3 separate regions of the Anser cygnoides genome follow, and regions 1 and 2 are each linked to region 3. The links are chromatin contacts, called in public Hi-C maps. All regions are on one chromosome and are shown on one strand. The core of a region is the stretch at or near the end of the contact, and the rest is flanking DNA. Distances in the headings are between cores, read along the strand shown. Region 1 overlaps ADGRV1 (adhesion G protein-coupled receptor V1). Region 2 overlaps LOC125180170 (a long non-coding RNA gene). Region 3 overlaps ADGRV1 (adhesion G protein-coupled receptor V1).

Region 1 (4,281 bases), core at 43-2,542, 130 kb before region 3:
TATGTGTTCAGAAATATGTCAAACTTTCACTAAAACCTTCCAAGTGAGATGGAGTTTGTTTTGTAATTACTGTAGTTATATTGTGGGGGAATTTTTCCATCTCCTAAGCACTTCTATCTTGTTTTCTGAATAACTCATAATGTATGTTGTATGTATAAGACGCGTTAGATAGAAAGGAATTCTCTGCGTGCACCATGATTATTACTTCTTTTAGGGTTTTGACTTTATAGAGATGACACCAACAGGAACCCAGAATTCTGAGAGTGAAGTTCAGATTGGACTAAAAATGCTTTCCGGATGCTATGCAGTCATGCTCAATACCTAACTGCTAGCATATTTGTGAGCCTTCACATCATAAATGACAAGTCGAATGAATATGCAGCCTGGCCACCCTCTCTTCCCTTTTGCTGTGCAGTGACCCCTTCAACACAGAAATGACACAGGCTGGGACAGCAGGGCAAGAACCTGGCATTTTGCCACTGCCTGCAGTTTATCTGCTCTGTGACAGTCTCATGGATATTCCACTGAGCATCTTTCAGAATTTGAAATTTCAAAGTTTTCTCTAACCCAGGATACCCAACACAAGATGCTTGGTTCTTAAATCAGGTACTTAACGCCAAAGTTAAAAAAAAATGCTGACTTCGGAACCCTACTTCTATTCAACTGAAAATTGTGAGCTGATTTATATCACATCATTATTATCATAAATGTATATATCTGTGCTTTTTTCAAATTTATATAGTAGATTTTTCCAGGTATTCTCATGGTGTAGATTATTTATTGAAAATTTATCACGTATGCCTCTACTTAGAGCAAAAATACGCTGAGATTACAGACGTGGCAACACCCTGTTGATACTGTCCAATGCCTATTTGGAAATTACCACGTGCCCAGCCAAGGTTTGCCACACTTTGCATTCGCATCTCGCCCAAAGGAAAGATCTGGTTTTATGCATCACAGGCAGTGGGGAACAGGAGCATTTGTGGTAGGTGGGAACGTGGATGGAAGCTGAGAGCCCAGCAAAGCTATCATGCGTTCATGGTATTTATGCTTTGGAGCAAAGCTGATGGACGGCTTGCTGTCTGGGGACGGATTCCATCTGTTTTTACTCTGTTGGTTCAGTTTTTAACTCCCCAGACCTAACCAACACCAAATTCCCCAGGGAATCACAGGGAATAGCCGGCTTTAGCCTATAGATGTCTGCAACACACCACTCTGTGACAACCTGAGAGGAAACGGTCTTATTAAACTGTCTATCAGTATAGACCTTGCAAAAGAAATCAGGTAAAATGAAACCTAGTCCAAAATAACAGCACTTTTAGAGTTAACTAGTGCAATTAGCAGTGTCTAACTAGCAAATAATTATCCTTCTCAGTAGAAGCTAAGCCTTTCATACATTATAGAAGCCATAAATGAAATATAATAAAAGAAATCATTTAAGCCAAACTAATAACCATCCGGCAAATAAATAAATAAATAGACAGATAGATGAATAAATAAATAAATAAGCTTTAGCAAAGGATTCCCGGAGTATAAGGGCCGAGGTGATATAGTCACCACAGTGAATCCTAATTCTTTATTCCTATATGGACTTGAACATATTTGATGAAAAGGAATAATTAATTGCTAAGTCATCTAGAGGCCATGGCTTTATGACATATGTAGTCCAGCTTTTGGATTTCTTGCACTAAATAAAAAATCCTATGGCCATATAACACAAGGTTTGCATAAAGCTAGTGTAAAAGCTGGGTACACTACTGCATATTGATGTCCACATCATTTGCTGGAGACACCGTTGTGTGCCTTCATCTGATCCAGCCCACATTTCAGGTTAATCTGTAATTTGGGCCAGCATTAATGATTATGGAACTGAGGGCTAAGTGCACAGTTCTGTGACACGTCTCTTCAGCAGTCAGGCCAAGTGTGCCACCGCACCTCTTTGTGGGGCTGCACTGCAAACCGCAAGTTACAGCTGCAAGTTGAAGGAGAAAGTCGTGCAGGGGGGATTTCTTTGATTTTTTTTTTTTCCAGCTGCGTAATTTCAGCCATCCTTTATTAGTACCATGAGTGTGGCCAGCTGCAGGCAAGGGTGGGGCAGGAGGACAGCAACGAGATTTTAGCTTTGCTGACAGCAAAACAGATCTGCGATTATGCCCTCGTTCACACTGATCCTAGCTGCCAGATTAACAACGAGCATAAATTAAAGGAGCCTTCAGACAGCTCCGCACTGCACGAGCAGAAAGGACAGGAAGGCAGAAAGACATTTCTGCACATCCCTCTGCTGATCAGTGCTGATCCTCAGCCAGCCTCAGGAATGGGAGCTCATACCTGAGCACAGCTCAGGCTGAGTTGGGTTAGGAGTGTTAAAAACAGCTAAAAACAGCAAAAGTGCCGGTCCCTGCTCCCCCAGAAGCTTGCCTACTTCCAGATGAGGAATTCTCAGCTGGAATTAAGCGCGGCCTAACGAGGTGGAGGAGCAGTCCGGGCGGGCATCTCGCCCCGATACCTCTGACCTGTGATGGGGAGGAGGTTGGGGCTGGTGCTCTGAGCAGAGGCATCAGACCGACCGTGGGGTGGCCCGCGGAGAGGAAGAGGGTGGGGGAGAGGAAGGAGAGGGAGAGGAAAAGGAAGAGGAGAACTCGGTGACCTGAGTCACTGCGGTTTCGTGTGAGAACAAATAGCGACGCAAGAGAGGAAGGAGAAATGTGCAGCCGGGGGGTCGGGGGCAGGCTCCCAGCAGTGGCTGCGAGCTTAACCACATCATAAATTCCCTTCAGACCACGCTCCGTGAATGCTCTAACAGCATAAGCCTGTGCTGAAACACAGACATCCCTCTTCCCCTCTCCTCTTATCCCTTCTCATTGCTTCCACGCCGTCTCCTGCCTGGTGCCACCAGAAGCACCTCAATCCCTTCGCCATGCACTGAACTGAGCTGGAGGGCAGGTTTGACTGGTTATAACAAAACATGATTATGATTTCCAGTTTCAGAGAAACTCACAGTTTTGTGTTTTTAAAGTATGTGTTGAGACGCAGGCCTGTATCTAAGGCACTAGCCGATAAACATTTACTTTGGTGGTTAAAACTGCTCTAACCTCAGTACCTCCTCGGTTCAGCTTGTTCGAACATATGTGGGGATGGAACTAGCTGAGGGAACTGGTTTTGCTTAGATACAGTCTTTTTTTTTTTGCCCCATAACATTGCTAGGGACACAGTTTGGGCACAAGAATAGGTACTGGGGCAAAAGGGACAGGATCTAGATGAACAAGTAATGCAAACAGAAGTGTTTTTCTCAGATTATGCCCTGAGGTCTCCACTTCAAACCTTAAGAGCTTCTAAAGGCTCACAAGAACAAACTATAATACCAATATAAATATTAAAGAAGACAATAGTAAAAGTTAGTCGGAAAAAAATATATCAAAAAATGGTTCTAAACCTACTTCGTTTAGAAGGACTGAAAACAAATGAACTAGGGGTGGAGCTTGAAGACTTATTAAAAAATCATCAGATGCTAAAAAAAGTTGTGGTGAGTTATGTTAACCATGACTTTTAACTACTGCTGTTGACTAGTTTGCTCTTCATGATTTAAGATTCAGCCATTCACCCTGCATAGCATTTACCCCAGTGAATAGGGTAGCTGATGTCAACTGCCTGCTTAAGTACTAACCACCGTGTGAAGCAGTGGGAGTGCTGAATTTGAATGGCTTCCTCTGCTGTTAACATCCTGTGAATTCTCTGGTTTCTGTCACAATATTCTGAAAGGAACATAAAATTGAAACCTATCTTCTTTGGTATTTAAAAGCAGGTTTGCACCTGTAAGGTTATGCACCCAGATTTAAGCAAGTCTTGCCCCAAATCTTTAACTGCATAGCAGAGTATAAGTAGCCTGCAAAGTGTACAGGAAAATCAATAGGTAAAACAGAAATTTTGTTACTATCTTATTTCCCAGCTCTAGCCCAGTTATGAATCATCCAGTTATTTTCATCATTTGAAGAGTTTTCTGCCATGGAGGTTGGCCTAAGAGATAAAGCCTTGTGAATGTGCTGAATAAAGCTCTCTTCATTATCATTCCCAGTCTTCCACCCAGTTTGACTGTTTTCAGTGGTGTCACTGAGGGGGATTACTGGTAAAGTGTCAGAGTGCTTAACCTGCTGATTTAGACAATACCTCAACATTGCGCCTTGCAAGAATCCCAGAGGCTTAATAGCTTGGTGAGGTTGTCCCCAGGATCAAGTCCTCTGGTATTTCACCCATGCCTACAGGGGGTGGGCTTGGGCTAGCATC
Region 2 (4,231 bases), core at 536-3,035, 160 kb before region 3:
AAGCAGGGGTTCTCTCAAGTGGGAGAGCAGGGCCCAGTCTTACAGCGGTTCTCCAACCTGTCTGATGGACTGTGCAGGGCTTGGCAGACGGCAAAAGGGGAAAGCTGGCAGGAGAGCAAGAACCAACTGCACTCAGAGCTTATTTCACTCTTGAAAAGTATGACTGCCATATAGGCTTAAAAAAAAAAAAAAAAAAAAACATAAACCCCACCACCTTTGAGGGACAACATGTCATTTCATTACGTTTCTTGATTTTATTTATGTTGAAAGAGTATTGCAAACACCTCCTTATAGGATGTCAGCAAAATTACATGGAGTCACTCAACTATGCAAGTGATTTGGCAGATAATTGGCATGTCCAGCTGCTGGAGATAGGCAATTAACTCCCTTTCATATAGTACACATTTCAGAAACAATGTGAAGGCATAACCCAGTATCTTTTTATGCCAGTTCTGTTGAGCCATTTGGAATATTAAAGAATAGTAGTAATCATCCAGGATTTTTTTTTTTTTTTTTGTCAAAAAAGATCACCTTTATCACAATATACGAAGTATCTCTCTTTGATGTACCAAATGTGTTATAGCAGAATATCCTCCCTGCTTCAATTTCCTGGAGGGAATTTCAGAATTCAGAGTAAAGCAGTTTCATTTGGCCCTGATCGTAGTCCAACGTCAGAAAATCATCATCATGTGCTGTTGATCAGAGGACTTTGAGTAAGAAGAAATTCTGTAGTTACGCTTGCCCTTACACCTCCAAGGGAGGGACAGCTCTCTGCTCAGATATGCATATCAGCAAGGACTGCTCGAGCTCCTGCAGCCAGGCACGTTGCAGGCTTGCTTTCAGCCTCTCAGCCTCGCAAGATCCTTTCCAGGTGCTCCTTCTCAAATCCAAAATCCAGTGAAGGCACAGCGCGCCAGCAGAAACTTGGACACCGAACTGCATTTTGTTTGTGATAGAAGCTCATTGTATCTCCCTCCGTTACATCCAGTGCTTTCTATAAAAGCGAGCCACACATGTACCAAAAGTAGTTAGCTTTACATTCTTCCACGGGGACGGCTGCCAAGTTAACTCTTCCAAAAAAAATTCCTGGCTGTGAAGGGCAGGAACGGGACTCATGTGATCCGTAAACAAGCTAAGGAAGTAGGAGGCCTGTCAGCCTCGGAGATGATGTCAGCCCGCCTCGGCGTGTGGCAGGGTCCGACCCTGTTGCTTGCGCTTGGCGTTGCACTGATAAGGGCTCCCCTCTTGGCTCCCTCGGTGCAGGCAGGAGGGAGCACGTCCCCCCGGAAGCCGTGGCACGTTTCTTCCCAACGCTATCTTGTTCTAGGCACTCTAGCAGAGTCAGGGCATCCTTGTGAAGAGCAGTTGGTGTTAAACACACTCCAGATGCCCGACCCCAGGCCTACCACCCATGGGTGCTACCACCCCACACCAATACAGGGCAGAGAATGGCTTGCCTGCGGCATGGGCTCAGATACAGCAAGCTCCAAAGGAGTGAGTCACCTTTCCTGATAAAATTCCACAAGAGCAGGCTGTTCTTTATCCTGATCCCTCACCTTCAAACCAAACACTTCTGGCCTCTTAGCGAAACACGGGCCGTCTGCTATCGGAGGTATTCGTTGCCCAGCCATGGAGCCAACAAGGAAAGTGCATTGAGCAGGAGGTAGCTGCATCTAGAAAAGCGCCCATCTTACACATCTTCCACCCATTTGTGTCTCAAGGTTGGTACTAACATGATCCTAATTGGTGCAAGAACTGGGCATCTAGGAAAAGTTAACAGGCAACAAGAAAGTAATTAAAAAATGCCACGGCAGATATTACAGGGCGTGGAGCTTACCTGTGTTCTGATGAATTAGTACCTAGCAGCTTCCTGAAAATGAAAGTTTTTCAACCTTGAGTCACCCTCAGTCACCATTTCATTAGTCAGTGCAGAGTATAGGGACAGAACATATCCAGATTATTTTTTTTTTCTAGCCAGTGCATATTTTTTCCCATGCCCTTCAATGCAAAAAAAATAAAAAATAAAAAAAAAAATTGCAGTGTAAAACAATGCCCCTAACTTGACAAAGTTCTGAACAACGCCCCTGAAAAACAAATAAGTGGGGGAAAAAAAAAAAAAAAGTGCTGCAGGTCAAAATGCACCAGTTAGCCTTTGAGCCCTTCTTGCATAAGATACATGCCGACACTAGTTCCCCAAAAGCTGGCAACATGACTATGGTGAAGAAAGTCAAAAGCAGCTATTTTGACTCACAGTTTGTGAAGCAGCAAATCATTCATCTGAGCCAGGTAGAGAAAGAAATCCCATGTGCTGAAGCAGCAGGGAGATGATCAGTGTGCTGCTCTCTGTATTTTTTAAATAGACGGTTTAAGAAGGTATTACCTCATCATTAACCTTCAGTGCTGTATAGGCCTGCCGTAGGTAATGAAACCTTGGAAAGGAGTAGAGCCTACTTTTGGTAATGTGCACATGCATTTAGTTTTATAGCTTTTCAGTCCCTGAGTGACAACTGGTCTTATGCAAACAGAAGAATTATCAAAGTGCCTTTGTAAGGAGGTATTTGTGTTTACTAAGGAGCATAATGCTACACTACGGCTTTGCGGTTAAATAACTTGAATCCCTTATTCCACTAACTGACAATCACGTCAGTTTTTCCACTCTAAATGACTAATGGAAATTTGAATACCACACATGTTTGTTAGCCTGAAGTTTGCCCAATGCTGCATGATTGCAAAATATTTGTAGATTTAGTCTTTAATGTATTGATTTTTCTTGTTAAGCTTTGCTATTGAGAGTCAGCAAAAGCTAGTTACAAAACAGCAGTGGCCTGATCATCTCCATGGTACATGGACCTCACAGCCCTCATTAGATGCATCATCAGCTGAAGGTGTTTTAATCCTCCAAAGAAAGTAAAATCAGGACAACAGACTGGTTACCATATTCCACCTATTCTGACAAAAAATATGTTGCAATTGTTGTGGGGGGAAGTGGTCCTTTCTCATTAGATTAAGCTGAAGGCTAGATAAAAATGAATGTAGGCACTGAACCTTGTCACTGTGTTAAAAAACAGTAGCTCCCATGTCGCTGTTTTGACTAGTTTTTCTGTTTGTGTTAAGATAGGGGAAATATAGCAAATTTTTCTTTGTTCTTCTGCTATCCAGTACGTGTCTACAACATGTACTGTACCAAAAGTCGCTTTGTGATTTTGACCAAGGATGAAAAGCAACCAGTTCAAGCTATCTTGTGCTTGGTAGTGGAATTTGGACAGCTTGTCATTGTTTTGGAAATGCTCTGAAGTTTTGAAAATGAGGGAGATAGAGGTAAAATAAACATCTTGTTGAAGTCTTTGGAGAACATAAGTGGTGACCCATGTTCTGCCTGACTCTTTCATGTTAAATTTGTCCTTGTCAGAGGTCCATCATTTTCCCATTAAACGTCGCAGGCTATGCTGAACAGCTCATCTGCTATTCCCACAGTGCATCAAGAAAAGAGAAGAAAAAAAGGATTCTGTTACTGCTTACATTTAGCAGCAGCAGTCCCAGTTCAGTAGCAGCACTTGTGGGACAAAACTTTAAGGCATTGGGGCAGATTGCTATGCCTTTGTATCCCGGTGACTTAAGTCCTTGTGAATTTCATCTTAAAGTTTGTTACTTATCCAGAGACAGTCATCCCCATCAAAGTTGGTAGCATAATGAAGGTCAAATTACAAAGTACCCTCTTCCAAGTCATCTTCTTTAAAAAGCTTCTCAAAACCAAGGGGGTTTAGGCAATAGATGAGTAAGGTTTGAACATAAATTCACCATGTACTTGTGGTGAACATATCATTTACCACATGCTTAGACTTCTTCTCTATAAAGTCTAAGATTAGTATAGCATTCAAATTTAGCTATCTGAGATTTGGGAAGAAAAGTATCTCCTTCTTGAACTTTCTGCTTCATCTCCGGTATTTCTAAAGCATTGCATCTGCATGATATGGAAAGTGAATCACAGACAGAAAAGATTGCAACCCTCACTACAAAATAACAAAAGGCATTTCACATGGAGCAGCACCATGTGGCTATCTTGCTGTTCCATTTCCATCAAAATAATTTGGGCAGCCAGATTAAGAAAATTGCTTAAATTACCTTATACATCAAATTGGTGACATCTTCTCTAGATGAAGTTTTCCAGAGCTTTATCCATTAATCCTCTGGGAGAGCACATCCTGACTTTGTAGGCTCTGAACAGGCTGCC
Region 3 (4,145 bases), core at 575-3,074:
TGTATACTGTTCCACATATTTTGTTACGAATTAATAAAATTTATTTTAGTATTCACCATCTGAATTGTTAAACAAAGTCATAGTTTAGATACAAAACTATTATGATCCTTACAAATAGGATCATAAATACTTTTAAATCACTTTCAACTACTTAGGTTACCATCTAAGCAAAAACACTGATGGGGTCCATTTACTGTACCTGTCAACATATAGTTTTCTTTTTATAAAATTTTAGAAGCTACCTTATTTTTTTCAGCCACGTTCTGCATTTCTATTAAAAAAAAAAAAAAAGGAAAATATCTGTTATTCTGTTATTATTAGAAAACCTTGTGACTACTGCTTACAGAAATGAGGAATATGTTTTAACACTCCCAAAAATGTTAAGGTTTTGCTTTGTTTCATACTATGAGGACAAAGACACTACTAAAGAGAAGAGACTCATAAAGGCTAAATTCAACATGGTGAATGTAATCTCCCTATAGACAAGAGAGAGTGACAGAATTCACCGTAGAACAATTCAAGACAGCAGTCTAATTCAGCTGTTCTGATGCTGAGTAAGACCCTCACCACATGAAGGGAGCGTTAGGCTCACTCAAAGTTAATCTTTGTGTATAGCCCTTACTTTACATTATTTGGAGTAGTCACTGAAAAGTTAAAACTTTTAAACCTCATGCAGTTCTCTCTCTAACAAACATAGCTAGAAAACACAGTGCAGAAAGTCTATGCAAATGCAGATTACTGTATAATTTTGTTAGTCCAATATTTTGAGGATATACATTTTTTTAGTGATGTCTATTCTGTGCCTAATTATGGGAAAATTGATTTTTTTCTCAATTCATATTTTGTTAATTAATAACCATGCTAATTGTTCCATCGTTGTTGTTTATAACAAAGATTTGCAAAAGAAAATGTTGGTTTTGGTCCCTGTGAGTAACTATTGACCCAGAATCTGACCAGAAAGGTGGGTTGTACAGCATTATGTAGCAGTCATGTATAATCTGAAGTTGGGGGTGTAAATCAAACATGACCAACTGATGAGGGGATGGATTGCTTCCTTTTCTCTAGTTTCTCACAAAACTGTTTGGAGTTTACTTCCCCTTTAGCTCAGGAGAGTGGCCAATTCCAACAGAAGCTTCAGTTCTCCTGTATTCCATTCCTTTGTATTTCTCAGAAGTCTCATCTGCTGTTATTCTTGTTCCTATTAATAACTTCAACACAATGTGTAAAGCACAATTGTTTCTTTTCACTTGTTTGCTTTTAGAAGTTTTTTTTTTTTTTTTTGGGGGGGGGGGGGAAGTGGTTAATAAAATGAGTATTTTTCCTGTACCGTGCTGCACTATTTTTCATTTGTTTTCTACCAAAGAGAAAGAAAATACTTTGATCATAATAAGCTTACAAAAGTCTGAGATAGATAACCATCAGACGTATCTAAATTCACACTTCCAAGTGTAATTGCTAAATGTAGCATTTTGAAAAATAGATGATGGTAGGAAATACTTAGACTATTTAGTATTTAGACTACTGTTAAACTATTATCCAATTTAATGGGAAGCTTTTGATTTATAATTCAGCACAATCTGAATTATATCAAGAAAAAAAATACAAATCCCATTCTGATTTTCAAACGAGTCTCATATCCATCCAGAAATATTAGAAATATTGAGAATACTCACTTCTAAGTATACACTTATATGATCAAAATGAAACATAAACTACACAGTTCTCTGTGCATATTCTCTCACGTTCACTGAGAACTTTGAGAACTTTACTACATGATTGCTAGATGTCTCCCCTGCCAATCCTCATTACTACATGATTCTGTTCTGGGATGGAACATACAGGAATTAACTGCTTTGTACATTAATAACCACTGAATTTCTACCATGATACTCAGCAGCTGTATTTGGGTCAAACCCTCTCTTTCTTCATAGCTCTCCTTCAATCACTTCACATGTTACCAGAGTATTAGACTGAAGAATCGTATGATAGAAGGAGCTTTCATGGACAGATTTCTTTTTGGAACAAATAACAGCAAAAATACAGAAAGACACAGTGATCCACTGACAAGATACAATATGGAATCAAGTTGACATGCAAAACCAACAATAGCTGAAAACACAAGGCTGAAATTACTGACAATCCTATTATTCTCAGGGGGAAAAACTACTCATTCCCGAAGTGGATTAAGAATCATAAAGTGCTACAATGATGGCTTCTATCAACATAAGAAAGTCTGCCAAAGCAAAAGCAAAGCAAACCTCAGCACCTTGAGGAAGGTGCAGTCAACTGTGAAAACAGAGGACATAACAATAATTCAAATAATAAAGTAGATAAGAGAATTTTTTCTTATTTTTAACTGACTTCTAGACTCACCAAAAGTGAAATGAAAACAGAATGGCACGTTAAAAGTGCACTTACTCCTTACCCTATTCCATACCTTTGACTCCATGCCTCTTAAAGTTAGGAGGGATATTTTAGCAGCTAAAATAAAAATAGGGACAACTGCAAGTAATATATTCTCCCAGCATTACCCTGATAACAAGGATGTTAAACAATGAAACAAAAAAAAAAAAAGTCTTCAGGGAATTTAGCATAAATTCTACACAGTGAAACAAAGCTGTCTAGTATGATCTGGAACAAGCTGTATTATCAGCATTAATGGATAGGCTTTTTCATGTAACTTGGAAATTTTTAGAATAATTATAGTCCAAAATGGCTATGAAGGGCCAATATGCTAATTATCATCTAGAACAGAAAACATTTACATGGGCCCAATCCAAGTTTATCATCCCCTGCAGAATGAAATAGACTTTGAACAAAATCTATTTGCTTTTTACTGATCTGCTCAGTGGCACTGTAAATTTATTGCTCCCCTTAGTAAACACATCTTCTGTTTGATCATTCTCAAAATATTTTATTGACCAAACATTTCAGGACAGGGAATATCCTTCAGGCTACTACTGTAACGATGCAGTCAGTCCAAGGTAAATATTATTCAACATGATCTGACTTAGCAAACCAGAGTTTAGTAGTCAGATTAAGCTTGGAACTGAATTTTTTTGAATATGAAAATAATAAACACGTCTGTAGTTGCACTACATAAAACATATTATTATTGGATTTAAATTTTACATTTTTTTTATCAATATGATAATTCCAAAAGGAAATTTAAGGAAATTTAAAATTTAAGGAAATTTAAAAATAACAAACAAAAATAAATCCAAACAGAACTTAAATACAGAATTAGTTTGAGAAATCTTAATATCTTAATATGATGATATTATATGACATTATGATGATGTTAAGATGATATCTTAACAATATCATCTGATATCATAGAAACTGCTATTATTCTGCAGTGTCACAATGAACAAGTAGAGGACAATTTTATTATTGCACTGACCAATAAAACATCAGTTGGAATGAGGTGAAAAACAAACTATAATGAAAATATTTGTCTTCAGACTTCCCCTGATGTGCATGGATATCTTAGTAGGACAGGGGGAAAAAAAGGGGAGGGGGGCTCTCAGTCTGAGATAACTAATATGTGTTCCTCAGTGATATTTGACTTTTCTGAACAGTACTGTCTGTCACAGGAAGCTACAATGCAAAGCTTTGCAAATCCTAGTTGAAAAACATTGGCCATATTAAAAATTATGTTCAACAGTGGGACTTAGCAAAGCATTTATTCTTGGGTGTGTACCACAATCAACCCATCTATCTCATTCTGTCTTAAGAAAAAACACTCTACTTGTGAGTAAATGACAGCTCATAATGCACTATATTATTTAACGCAAATTAGTTTGTAATTACCAAGTAAGAGACCATTTTTAACCTCATGAATTTGTTTCTTTTAGTGAAAATTAATATACCAATGCTCAGAGGAAAGTCTTGACAAGCTGCAAGAAACATTAGAAAGCAGAACATTGAGTCTGAGCTGAGAATATCCCAGGTCCTTTTCCTTCATACTAAAAGTATTGAATACAAAATTACAGGGACTCTACCCATTTCTTTTACTCTCCAGAATTGCAATAATATTTAAAAATCATGCTTTTCTGTAGTTTGGTGTTTCCTCAGCTGTCTGACGTGCCAAATTGTCTAAGTAACAGACCTACCTAGGATTATTTAGTATCTAAGATCATTCA

Evidence for each region. Hi-C and Micro-C count contacts between places; a contact is called where the count stands out from the background.
Region 1: a contact with region 3 is called in a Hi-C map of liver, with 3 times the contacts expected there. The contact joins two enhancer-like sites. A contact is called at or near these places in 2 of 7 Hi-C or Micro-C datasets (both in liver).
Region 2: a contact with region 3 is called in a Hi-C map of liver, with 2.3 times the contacts expected there. The contact joins two enhancer-like sites. A contact is called at or near these places in 2 of 7 Hi-C or Micro-C datasets (both in liver).

The regions. Positions count from the first base shown.
Region 1 is chrZ:3,500,364-3,504,644 of Taihu_goose_T2T_genome, forward strand. The region is part of intron 88 of ADGRV1 (adhesion G protein-coupled receptor V1); the gene reads right to left. Among named protein-coding and RNA genes, the nearest start is that of ARRDC3, 86 kb to the left of the region's middle. Within about 2 kb of position 1,293, at least 2 of the 3 cell types and tissues checked have open chromatin away from gene starts, as enhancers often do. A contact at or near this core is called in liver, where this site is marked.
Region 2 is chrZ:3,470,291-3,474,521 of Taihu_goose_T2T_genome, forward strand. It overlaps LOC125180170 (a long non-coding RNA gene), which reads right to left. Exons shown (of 4, transcript XR_010827639.1): 2 at 4,123-4,231. Among named protein-coding and RNA genes, the nearest start is that of ARRDC3, 56 kb to the left of the region's middle. Within about 2 kb of position 1,786, at least 2 of the 3 cell types and tissues checked have open chromatin away from gene starts, as enhancers often do. A contact at or near this core is called in liver, where this site is marked.
Region 3 is chrZ:3,632,872-3,637,016 of Taihu_goose_T2T_genome, forward strand. All of the region lies in intron 82 of ADGRV1 (adhesion G protein-coupled receptor V1), which reads right to left. Among named protein-coding and RNA genes, the nearest start is that of ADGRV1, 150 kb to the right of the region's middle. Within about 2 kb of position 1,825, at least 1 of the 3 cell types and tissues checked has open chromatin away from gene starts, as enhancers often do. A contact at or near this core is called in liver, where this site is marked.